Regions from separate parts of the Macaca mulatta genome. Here region 2 is linked to region 1. Evidence: chromatin contacts called from public Hi-C data. All regions are on one chromosome and are shown on one strand. Each heading gives the region's core, a stretch centred on a gene start, on an enhancer-like site or on the middle of the called end of the contact. The rest is flanking DNA. Distances are from core to core; before and after follow the strand shown.

Evidence for each region. A called contact is a pair of places that touch in the nucleus more often than the background predicts.
Region 2: a contact with region 1 is called in a Hi-C map of cortical neurons, with 7 times the contacts expected there. The contact joins the promoter of DTD2 here to the promoter of HEATR5A in region 1. A contact is called at or near these places in 3 of 14 Hi-C or Micro-C datasets (CD4 T cells, cortical neurons and fetal cortical plate).

What each region holds. Positions count from the first base shown.
Region 1 is chr7:104,536,888-104,540,121 of T2T-MMU8v2.0, reverse strand. HEATR5A (HEAT repeat containing 5A) reads left to right here and starts at 1,442. Exons shown (of 37, transcript XM_077940876.1): 1 at 1,442-1,621.
Region 2 is chr7:104,573,616-104,576,629 of T2T-MMU8v2.0, reverse strand. DTD2 (D-aminoacyl-tRNA deacylase 2) reads left to right here and starts at 1,616. Exons shown (of 3, transcript NM_001194671.1): 1 at 1,616-1,843. The coding sequence starts at 1,733.

The DNA of each region.
Region 1 (3,234 bases), core at 193-2,692:
ATTGGCTGGGTGTGGTGGTGTGCATGCCTGTAGTCCTAGCTACTTACTTGGGAGGCTGAGGCAGAAGGATCACATGAGCCCAGAAGTTCAAGACTGTAGTGTGCACCATTATTGCATTATCGACCTATGAATAGCCACTGCACTCCAGCCTGGGCAACAAAGGAGGCCCTGTCTCAAGAAAAAAAAAAGAGAGAAAAGAGAGAAAGAAACAGATTATAAGTCATTTAACAAAATAGAAACCTCTGGATCCATACTAATTAATATAAATACATTAATTGAAGATAAGAAACAAGATATCTACAAATATCTTGAAAGAGTTTCAGAGTCTCCCTCACAAAATACTTATTAATTTACAAAGGGGGGAAAAAAGTAACCACACTGGAGAAGCCTAACAGACATCACCTTATTAAAGTAAACATCTGTAATGAGAGAAGTTAAATCGTGCCACCTGATAGGATGCCATGAGAAGAAAGCAGCAAGACTTCTGAAGTCCTGTCATACCTAGCTGAATGTAATCACGAGTAAATATCAGACAGACCCAAAGTGAAGGCCATTCTACAAAAATAACTGGCCAGGAATCTTTAAAAGTGTCAAGAATATGAAAGGCAAAACAAGACTGAGAGTTCCAGTTTGAAGAGTAGGAGATACATAAGTAAATACTATGCTTGATTCCGAACGGAATCTTTTACCATAAACAACATTATTGGGACAAAATTGGTAAAACGCTGAGTTACGTAAATGTTTTGATTTTGATGGTTATATTGTGATTATGTAGAAGGTGCTTAGGGACAATGTGGTATGGTGTCAGCAATTTAATCTCAATTCAAGAAAAAAAATGTTCTTTGTACTATACTTGCAACCTTTTTGTAAGCTGGAGATTGATTCAAAATGAAACTTGAAAAATGACATTTAAAACGCTGGGTGTAGTGGGAAAACGCACATGACTCGAGGTAAGAGGTTGTTAGTCTCAGTTCTGCCACTGACTTAGTATGTGACCTTGAGCAAGTCACTTTACCTCAGTCCTCAGAGTCAAGGCTCTCTAGGATCTCTTCCACGCCTAACATCTACACCCACGGCACTGGCCCCGCCTGAATTTCTCCAGGCCCTTTAGATGTCCCAGAGCTGCACCCGAAGACTCTGGCTTGCTATAAAAACAGACAAAAATAGTTGTGGCCGGATCTCCGGACTGAAAAACCGCTGTCCTAATCCTAACTTGGGCCGCAGTCTCCATCGCTTTTTCGACGGTGAAGCAGTCACGCCTGCCAGAGTGGGCGCTCGATGGCTCGGCGGCCAGCTGGTGGGGCCTTGGACCAGCGGCGCGGCGCAGGGCGCGCTCCCAATCGCTAGCTCCCGCCGTACTCGCGGCTGCGAGCTTTCCGGGCACGCCCCGCGCGCGCCCCGCCCACTTCACTGCCTCGCTGTCGCCGCCGCCGGCAATTCCAGATTCTGCTAGAGTTAGCAGAGCAGGCGGTAGCGTTGCGGGACCGGGACGGGCGCTGAGCTCAGGAGGACCCCCCAAAGGCAGGCAGTCGGGAATCCGGAGAGCGTTGACACCTCCGGGCGCGAGGGAGCTGTCTGGGCTGCCTGTTGGCTGGGAGGGAGGACGGACCGGGGCCGCAATGTGAGTTGAGCTCTCGGGGATCCCGAGGGTGGTCGCGGCAGCGATGTGATCGCGAAAGAAGCCGGTGGGAGAACCGGTCGAGGGGCCAGGTGTCTTGACCCTAAGGGCTGGAGTCCGCCAAGGAGGGGCTGATTGGGGCACGGGGTCGGCTGATGAACGGCGCCGTCCGTCCTTCCTCCTGGGCTACGGGAAAGTCTGGCTTCACCTGTGCACAACAGGTAGGCATGGACTCTGCCCGCCAGCGGGAGACGGGGTCGCCGGGCGTGTGGGGAAGGTCAGGATGTCGGAGCCCGCCCCGCCAGCTCGCCGCTCCCGGGACCCCGCCCTGCGGTGTCCGCTGCGCCAGTGGTCAGCCTGGAGCTGGAGCCCCGGCCCGGCCTTCAGGCGAGCTTCCTTAGAAGCCCGTTCGTTTTCTGCAGGAACCTTCAAGGAGAGTTCCCAGAAGGGAGCAGTGGAGAGTGTGGATATTTGCCTTCTGTTTCAATTCTCTTCAGGAAAGAAAGCTTTTCCTGGGGTAGCATTTGCTTAGTGTGAGGAAACATTTTCTTTCACCCTACTCTCGGCCAACGCGGCGTTATTTCAAGTGATTATAAAGTCTTTAGAAACTTTATAAAGCGTTTTATAGTGCCTGTTTATCACAGTAATGGATACCTCTGGCAAGTTGGGATAATTTTCTTGACTGTCAACTCAGATAATAGTAAAATAGCTTGAGCTCCTACATTAAAGGTCATAGTTACCCATTGTTTTTATGTGCATTCATTTATTGAACAAATATGCAGCACTTTTTTGGGGGCTAGGCGCCCTTAAGGAATTTACAGCCTGAAAGACGTTAAAAGTTTAAGGAAGAATAAAAGGGGCCCACAAGTACAGTTAAGAACTTCCAGAGAAAATACTCTCAGTGAAATTAGTTAAGCTCTAGGGAAAGCAGAAGTGTGGTTAGAATTGAGCATTAGTTGGATGAGGAGAGGAGAATTTTGTTTCATTTTCCAAACATTTTAGAAAGTATGTCTTTGAGAAAGTGATCTTAGATAAAGTATCGAAGCCGAGATTTGTGTTACATTTTAATACCATTGGCTTTTTTTTTTTAAACTGGTAAGCAGGCAGGATTTATGATTTAAGAATAGTGACAGTTGGAGAATACCGTAGTATGGATTTGTTGTGCCTTGGAATGCAGTTGTTTTACCTAGATAACTAGAAAATAGGAGAGTAAGACTCCTCACCTGAAAGTCAGGAGACCTGAATTCTAGCTTAAGTTCCCTCCACTATTTAAGGATGTTAGATTAGGTCACTTTTTTATTATTATTCATTATTGTATCTGACTTTAGTCACAGAAAATACATGACTCCAAAGTACCTTTTTAATTCTTAAATTATTAATTAAAATTAACTACATTAAACTAATGAATATATTATCTACAGAAAAAAATTACTTTTTTACTTGTCTTTAACCAATGCACTTACCTTTCTTCCTGCTTTATTTCAAAAAGGTTGAGGCAGTTTATAATAATCTTTCTTAACTATGAATAACATAAGGGTTAAATTCTGGATTTTTTAAATTCTAAAATAATTTTATTCTGAATTAAGCAGTTTAATGACATCTGCATTTTTTTAAAA
Region 2 (3,014 bases), core at 367-2,866, 36 kb before region 1:
TAATTTCTTTATTCTTAATGCTTTAATTCACATTTTACTATTTTATTGCATGCATGTCCTTCCTTCTTAAATTATTTGTAGAATGAAACTAAGTGTTCAAAAAATAACATACAGAAAGAAAATGCTGTCTTTGGTGGCTACTCTCTATTACCTTCTGCAAATAGAAGTAAAAAATAAATGAGTCACAGCCTATTACTGTACCTACAGCAATGTCCACGAGATCCTCACTCAATAGGAAGGTTTAAAGTAATTAGTGATTTTTTAGAAGCTAATCATTACCATCCATACTCCATCTATTCTACTCATAGGAAGGGTTTCCCAATTTGTTAAAGACACCCTCACTGTAGAAAGATCTCTGTGAACCATATACCCTATTTTCAATAGACCTCCCTATTTCCTGCAACCACATACAAACGGACACCAAAGTCTTCTCTTATTTTGGGACGTAGTTAATGGTCTGTATGTCAAAGTTTCTTTCAGGCCTGTAAAATCTGAATCTGAGAGACGGAGAGAAAAGAGACTCAGTAGTTATAATGACATAAAGGTGCAAACGTGAAGCAATTCAACTTGTCTGTGCTTTGCAGACAAATGTCAACAAATGTTGGAATCCTTGCAATGCAGCAATCAGAGATCATGTGACATTTTGCTTTCTGTTTTTACTAAAAGCGTAAACCTGGCTGCAAGATAACCAGCAAACAAGCAGCTTCGATTTTGTGTACAAAGGACTGTTGATTATACATGGATTATTTTCTTCAGTCACACTACTTTGTATGGATAGCAACACTGTCAGTGATGTCATCTTTTTAAACAACAGATCCGAATGTATAGGCACATTGTGTCAACTGGCCCAAATCAATGACCTGGGTAATGCAATCAGGGTAACACTATTATTCCTCATCTAGACCATCCAAGCCCATAGAAAAATAAATGCTAATCTGATGCATGTTTAAGGAATACGTTACATGGGAAAGAAAATCAAGCCCTTGTTTAGTTTTATTTACATTCTCATATGTACTTCCAGAAAACGCATCACAGAATTTACATCATATGCATCAGAATAAACTGTTTCATTTTTGTATTAGTAGCGGGCTAAGTTATTAACAATCACACTTTCTTGGATAAGAACATTTTTAACAAGGATATCTCCTAAAGAATGTGTATTCATATAGCATACCAATACCTTTTCACAACTGTGGAATCAGAATGATTTATAGCATTCCCGATAGAGAAGGCAGCATTGTTTTATTGATTGGAATAAGGAAAATTGTGAAGGATGTATATATAGCTTTTAGTTCCATCTCCGCTTGCTCTTTGATTCAATTATTTGTTTACTCACTTTCATATGGGCATAACATGAATTTAAATCAAGCAGATTTAAAATTTTTCAACAGTTGGAATCTAAGCTTTCTGAGGTGAAAAATGTTTCTTAAAAGGTTTGTAGGAAAGAGATCTAACGAGTCTTTTCAGTCGTTTAATAAAAGTATACACTGAGCGCCTTTTGCAGAGTTGGGCAGGAGCTGCGGAGCAGCTTAGCGCTACGCCGCCCTCCAAGATCGCACATCCGGGACATCCGAGAGTCGGGCCGAGCCCCCGCCCCTAGAAGGGCGGGGCCACTGGGCGATCGGGGCAGTCCCTTCGTCGTGCCCCGCCCCGTCTGCGCCGCCTGCGCGTCGAGGAAGGGGCCTGCGACACGCGGCCCAGTAAGCGTCCGGCCGCGGCGCGGGCCTAAGCCATGGCTGAGACTAGCCGGATGCTTCAGGCCCGGGCGCTCCTGCAGCAGTGCCTGCACGCCCGGCTGCAAATTCGCCCAGCCGAAGGGGACGCCGCGGCCCAGTGGGTAGAGGTAACGTCAGCCCGGCAGCTCTCGTTATCCTCCGGCATGCGGGGCGGTTTTTTCCGCGTTATCTCGGTGACCCGTCTGCTCTGTGACTCTCTCTGAGACCGGCGGTCCGGCCGCGGGGATACCCGGTCAGCTTGACGCTGGCCGCAGTGGCCTGCCTGGCTGCGCTTGTCTTTTCGGTCCTGCATCACCGTTCCCCAGCGCCAGTTGTAGCCCCCGAGCGGAAGAGCGCGTCTCCCTTTTTGCGGGGACCACGGGGATTTGAAACTGAGTTCGGTGGACTTCGGGCCTTACTGTCTCAGACCCCTTGTAGCTCGTGGCCTATGCTGGTCGAGGGCAAGCTTGTAGGTCAGGTTTGCTGCAAGAGTTCATGATCTGCTTTAACTTACGCCTCAGATCGCGTTGAATTCCCCCTTATGTTGACTTGGTCTTAGCAAAGACATGAGATTTCCTAAGAAACAACTGTTTTTCAAGAAGCCTTTTAAAAATTTTGACCTATTTCCAACTGAGAAAACAAAGACCACTACTTTTATAACAATGTTGCATTGTTATCAAACACATTTCTCCAAAGAATTTAAAACATTTATGTCACTATGAGTTCCTTATACTTTCATACATACTTTCCTTTTTAAGACAGCCTGCCCCCACTGCATACAAAAACAAATAAAATTTTCTTTAAGGCCTCTGACGTAGTTTTGAAGTACGTTGAAATGTAAGAAAAAAATTAGTTCGTAATTAAGACTTTTGTAGACACTCAGAAACTTCAGTGTAGCAAAATCTCATTCGCTCATCTTTTCTGCTGAATTCGGTCCCAGATCTAGCATTAATTAAAACAATGTTAGTTATTTTATATATTTTTTATTTATTTATTTATTTTTTGAGATGAAGTCTTGATCTGTCGCCCAGGCTGGAGTGCAGTGGCACGATCTCGGCTCACTGCAACCTGCGCCTCCCAAGTTCAAGCAATTTTCCTTCCTCAGCCTCCCGAGTAGCTGGGACAACAGGAGCAAGGTACCACGCCCGGCTGATTTTTGTATTTTTAGTAGAGACGGGGTTTCGCCATTTTGGCCAGGCTTGTCTAGAACTGACCTCAGGTGATCCATTTGCCTCAGCCTCCCAAAGTGCTGGGATTACAGGCCTGAGCCACCGCGCCCGGCCTACTTATTATTTTAAA